Regions from separate parts of the Callithrix jacchus genome. Here region 1 is linked to region 2. The links are chromatin contacts, called in public Hi-C maps. All regions are on one chromosome and are shown on one strand. The core of a region is the stretch at or near the end of the contact, and the rest is flanking DNA. Distances in the headings are between cores, read along the strand shown. Region 1 overlaps SYNJ2 (synaptojanin 2). Region 2 holds the start of SYNJ2 (synaptojanin 2).

Region 1 (3,069 bases), core at 43-2,542, 87 kb before region 2:
GGGACGCACAAAGATGTAAAGACAGACGCCCACCAGCTGCGCCGAAGTCAGCAGAATGTACCTGTGCGAGCGTGATATGGCTTTCTGAAGCTGCTCCCCCCACATCTTCCTGTTGGTGGTACTGGAAGAGAAAAGGAAAGGAGAATGCTGTTTCCAGGTGTCTGAAGTGCCATCTCCCACCTGCCAAATGCTCCAGCCCAGGCCCGTTCCATGTGCAGAACCGACGTCACACTGCCAGCACCCCAATATCAGTGTCATGCTTTCCCTGTTCTACCAGAGGATCTGGGTATTTCTGGTTGCGTCTCATACATCACAGCAGCCCCACAGAGTCCATCTTATTTATTTGTTCAGAAAGTTCCTTGAAATAACAGCCAGGCCAGTTTGGCAGGGTTGAGGGGGTGGTGGAATGTCCAGTTGACTTCATATCAAATACAAATCCAGTGGATTTGATTCTTCCCTTCGCCCTGGTGTGAAGGAGGGAAGTACCGCGTCCCGGCACTCTGCTTTCTCACCTCTCCCCAGGAAACATGAGTCAGCCACTCTCCCAGTCTCTGTGCCCCAGGTCCTGTGCCCCGCCCCTGTACCCCAGGTCCACACATGCCAGCTCCCTCTGGCAGCATAAATCAGCCTCAAGTGGCCGAGGCCAGAGCACCACAGAGAAAACACAGCAACCATCAGCCCTTCCTTCTACTTCCTTAAACAGCAGGGAAAGAACAGGGCGGTGCACACGTGGTTACAGACAGAGCCAGGTGAGAGATCCTCACACAGCCAGGACTGGACTACAGCTTAGCCAGCTCAGAAGCAGGCTGGCTCCAGGAAGAGTCTCAGAGGCTCTGTTCCCAGCCAGGCATCTGAGTCAGGTCCTGCCCAGCCCGCACCCCTGCCCCTTACCTGGCATTGACAATATTCCCTGCACTCAGCTCCACCATCTCTTCAAACCCCACAGCAAATATGTCAGCTGGGCTGCTGTCATCTGGGGAGCAAGGCAAGAGATGACAGAGGTCAGAACTGCCATGTCCTGTGTTACGAATTCATGGGGTTCCCGGGTCCCCTCTTCAGAGCCACGCTGTCCACTGCCTGAGTCCAGCTCCAGGGGGCTGCTACTGCTGCTGGGAACTGCCGGCGGAACCTACTTCAGTAATGCTTGGCTTCAACGCAGCAGTGAGCCCGAGGGCTCCATCCATTCTGTCTGTTCCCTTTGAACAAAGGAGGTCAGAGTTTCATATAACCCTGTAGCTGTCGACTGAATCTCTCCAGTCACGACCTCTGACATCCAGGCTCTGAGCCACCAAGCCCAGCCACGGCTCCAGCTGCTGCAGAAAGTGAAATGCCCGCCTCCCCCGGCTCCTGCCAGGAGGACGTGGCCTCTGTCAGCGAGAGGCCAGCAAGAGGTCAGGCAGGCCATCCACTTCCTTCTCTGTTGGCCACAATGGGCAACCTGGAACCTCTAGTGTCCCTGACTTAAAGCTTTATTATTATTATTTTTTAAAGAAAACAATCCCCGTCCCCCTGTGGATCTGCTCGGCAACAGTCACCATAGCACCTTCCTTGTCTGGAACCTGGTGCATCTCTAGTGGGACTGCGGGGGAGTGCGCTAGTGTCTACCCCAAAAAGATCCCCTGCAAAATACCAGCCAGCTTGCTACAAACACGCACGCCTTCCTGCAGGGAAAAGGAGTCACGTTAGCATCGGGAGGAATGGCTGCTGAGCTATGGCTGTGCCAAGCACTCTCCGTGTCGATGGGACTCTGCCGGAGGGCATCCTGAATGGCTTCTGGAGGCACTGCAAGCACCAACCCAGGCTACCCCTGACATGGAGAGCCCCAGTGGCTCTGCAGGGTGGACTCTGCTACCTGCCCTTGGAGGCAGAAAGTAAGGCACGGATGGCACGTGCAGAGGAAGGGATGGGATGGGACTCTGGGTACCACCCAGGCAGCTGTGGGGCACAAATGTACACATGGCCCACCACATGTCAGCTAGACCACAGGTCACTCACCAGCAGGCTAAAAACTGAACCACAAGTCTCTTCCTAAGTCCAAGGAAGCAAAAAAAAAAAAAAGCCCGAGTCAACGCTGATGGAACAAGAATCACTTATTTGGGTCTTAAGTTCTGGGGCCATTCAACAGTGTATCTCATTATATAAAAGGTGAGGTGTTGACACTCGGAATTATTTTATTCTTAAAAAGCACATGAATTGTTTTGTGACTACTTAAAGCAGATGAATAGAACTGGTTTAATGAGAGGCAGGGATGAGCCATTCTTGGTCAATATCAACACTGCAGGCAGGGCTGGGTGTAGTTGCTCACACTCCCAACTTTGGGAGGTCGAGGCAGGTGGATTGCCTGAGGTCAGGAGTTTGAGACCAGCCTGGCCAACATGGCGAAACCCCGTCTCTACTGAAAATACCAAAACTAGTTGGGCCTGGTGGTGTGTGCCTGTAATCCCAGCTACTAAGGAGGCTGAGGCAGGAGAATCGCTTGAACCTGGGAGGAGGAGGTTGCAGTGAGCTGAGATTGCGCCACTGCACTCCAGCCTGGGTGACAACAGTGACACTCATCTCAAAACAAAACAAAACAAAAAACACTGAAGGCAGGCCTGGCTCCCATCCTTACAGTCACATGGCTCGAGAAGCCACACCCTCCGCCTGGTGACAGAAAGATGCTACTGATCAAAGCCCAGGACTTCACCATTGCCGTATGCAAACAGAAAAGAGAGATTCACTCGCTGCTAACTCTTCTCAACATTGGGGAAAAGAAAAAAGTCAGTTATTTTCAAGGCAGCATTCTTGAGAGTCAGACCACGGTACTATTTAAACACTGTGAGGAGAAAAAACACCAAAGATGCAACTCCACAAGACTATGGTCACTGAAGGGTCAAGCCTGGTATGTCAGGTTAGGCACAACGGGATTCCGTCCCCACCGTCACTGCCCTCACCCTGGGACTCGGCAGCTCCAGAGAGCCGGGGCGCGTCGAGCAACCAGTCCGTCAGTTCCGCCGTCCCGAGCAGGTTGCTCCGAAACTGCTTGCCTCCGTTCACATTCCAGGTCCCCATGGCAATCCGGATCCGCTT
Region 2 (2,929 bases), core at 400-2,899:
AAACAGTAGTTTTGTACCGTGAAATTAATCTTTCGCTTCTGATAAACGTGGCATGAAGTAGACATCTAAAATGGAATGGAAACTTCTGTGGTTTTTTTTCAAGGCCATACCGAACGACCAAACTTAGACTCTGCAGGACAGCACAAATTGGAATGATCCGAAAATAACTTAGTCTACAATTCGCTGCACACCTTTGATGCGGAGAATAGTGGAGACATTGTTTTAGTAATCACGTGACTGAGAACAAGCTGGACAAATGCATGTTAATGAAACGATCAGGGAATCAGAAAGAGATAGTCCTTCCAAGACATACATCTGAACTGGAGTCGGTGCATATAAACGTGAAAACAAGGCTAGAGGCATCTGCGAGCCGTGACTGCCTGCTGCATTTGCGACCACCTCAAGTGCACGTTACCCCGCGCTGCACCTTGTTTAGTTCGGAATACCGGGAAACTGCTACAGCTGGACGCCTACTGGTGGGCGCCTACTCTCCCGTGTCCACATTTACAAGTCTAACAATCAGGTCTGGTTTCACGTGCTTTGCTGCTACCCAGGCTTTCCTTATAATGGTTAGCACAAAACAAGGGACCCAGGAGGTTAGCGATACCAGGAAGCCACGCATTGAATGATGTTATAGAAACAGCCACATGAAAGTCAGGTGGACGGTGTCACCTTAGCAAGCAACTTTCTTAGCCTCTTCGAGCCTCAGTTGGCTCATCTGCAAAATGGGGGCAATAATAGCTCTTTAGTAGAATTGTGAAAATTAAGTGAGATAATGTTCTAAACCCCATACGTAGCACAATGCCAGTTTCAAGGCTTCTGAAGTCCATAGGTGAAATTCGCTGGCTTACAGGATCTAACACAGCATAAAGGTAGAGTCACGGTAAATTTGCTCACAAGTTCAATACATTGCAGTACCCATGCCTCTCGACCAAGTATTTACGTGGGACAAAGGTGCCATCAGCAGTTTCTCCAGAGCCTATGTTCTGGGGCTTTGGTCCCCATCCAATCCAGGAGTGGCGCCGCCGACACAAACCAAAGGGCAATCGCTGGTTTCATCAACAGGTGCCAAAGAAAAGGCGCCAGGCACAAGGTCAGGCCGGCTCCCAAGTCAACCCCCGCCCCACGCCGGGATTCTCGAGAATACGCAAAGCGCTCCAGCCGGCTCTCCAACAACCACATCCTGCTGCCGCGGGGACCGGAGATCCCCGAGGAGGGGCGGTCGGCCTCCGTGCGCCACGCCCAGCCGGAGTGCTCTCCAGAGTCCCCAGCCCCAGTTCATTCAAAAAGCCACCCCTCTGCCCGCGACTCCCACGCCCCGGTAGTCCCCGCGCCGCCCGATTCCCTCGGGAAAGGGGGTACCCGTCTTCCCAAAGCTGGGAGAAGGCGGGCGCCCTCGCCTCCGGGCCGGACTCACCCAGCGTGGCCACCGTGCCGGCCTCGAACAGCAGGCAGTCGCCGCGGCCGCGCGCCTCCAGCAGTACACTGCAGTCCCCCGCTGCCCCCAGGCGCCCCAGCAGCCGCAGCCCTTTGCTCAGGGCCATCGGCGCCGGGCCCGCTGCGGCGGGGGCCGGGGCCGCGTACCCCCGAGGGCGCGATGCCAGCGACAGTTCCCCGTGCGCCCGCAACTTCCCAGAGTTTCACTTTGCGCCGCCGCTCCCGCCGCGCCAGGCTCCTCCCCGGCCTCCTCCCCTTCCTCCTCCTCCCCACACCCGCCTCCCCGGCTGGGGCAGGTGAGGGCGCGCCACCGCCTCCCTCCCGGCCCCGCGCTCCGCGCTCCCCCCAGTGGCCAGGCAGCTGCGTGAGGCCGCGCCCAGGGACTGAGGCTCCCGGCGGGCGGGCGTGGAGCGGAAGGGCCTCCCAGATGCCACGCATTCCTCGCCGCGGAGGAGGATGCCCCGCGCGGGGCGCCCCCGGGAGCCTGGCCGCGATGCCGGCCGCTCGAAGCCTTATATGGGCAGGCCGGCCCGGCAGTCCTCCAGGCTGGACCCGCCGCCTGCTCCCTCCCGGGGCGCTGCGCCTCCGTGTGTGGTCGGCTCCTGCGACCCTGGACGAGTCCTTTTGACCCTGCGTGCCTGGTCTCCCTGCGGTGAAGCGGGGTCATAACTGCGTCTACGTGGGCGCCGAGGACTGAGTTAATTTGCGGAGGCGCTTAGCGGGTGCGGGGCGTGTGGAGCGGGCTGGAGAAAGGTTGCCTTTCACTAGCGTTCTGTCTCCGAGGCTGTTGCGGTCACCGTCCTCGCCAGGGAGAGGTGTTGAGGGTCAACGGTGCGTTGTCGCCGAGAGACCTGGGGCTGTGAACCAGACCACGACTCCCACCACGTGACCCTGCCTTCCCTGCGCTCCACTTTCCTCGCCTGTCAGATGGTGACAGTGCCTTTCCGCCAGCCCTGAACACCCGCATGTGTCCGTGCGTGTACGCGAGAGTGTGTGGCCTCGCAGCCCAATCCCCTGAGGCTCAGCCTTCTGACTCCAGGTTCTAGCACCGAGGCCCGGCCTGTTAGAGCTGCAGGGCAGGTGGGGTGGGGGTGGGAGTTTAGGGCTGAGTTGGAATCACCCTTTGGGGCGTCTAGCGGCTTAATTCCCTTCTCTTGTGATGGGTACGTGGGGATGGCCGAGAGGCCTCCATCAGGTGCTTCCATCGCCCCCAAACAAACTCAGTTCCTCTCTCACCCCATCCTGCTGCACTGGCCAAACTGTTTGTCTCTGGGACTTGTTCTAGAGCCAAGCAGAACATTGCCATGTCCTTTCCGACATGCAGTAATGGCCGGACAAGCCATCCTCAGAGGACAACCTCTCAGGTGATGACTGGGTAATAAATACTAACAACCCCAGTAGGTTGTTCTATTTATTACTCAGTTATCTTGACCCTCAGCCCATTTCCTGGCCGACGAACTCCGCCCAGGTCAAGCGTGAGTGCTCAGCATCT

Evidence for each region. A called contact is a pair of places that touch in the nucleus more often than the background predicts.
Region 1: a contact with region 2 is called in a Hi-C map of skeletal muscle, with 4 times the contacts expected there. The contact joins the enhancer-like site here to the promoter of SYNJ2 in region 2. A contact is called at or near these places in 2 of 3 Hi-C or Micro-C datasets (both in skeletal muscle).

What each region holds. Positions count from the first base shown.
Region 1 is chr4:164,886,929-164,889,997 of calJac240_pri, reverse strand. It overlaps SYNJ2 (synaptojanin 2), which reads right to left. Exons shown (of 28, transcript XR_013534652.1): 13 at 2,934-3,069; 14 at 892-973; 15 at 1-121. Among named protein-coding and RNA genes, the nearest start is that of SYNJ2, 86 kb to the right of the region's middle. Within about 2 kb of position 1,292, at least 3 of the 16 cell types and tissues checked have an H3K27ac peak or open chromatin away from gene starts, as enhancers often do. A contact at or near this core is called in skeletal muscle, where this site is marked.
Region 2 is chr4:164,800,911-164,803,839 of calJac240_pri, reverse strand. SYNJ2 (synaptojanin 2) reads right to left here and starts at 1,649. Exons shown (of 28, transcript XR_013534652.1): 1 at 1,418-1,649.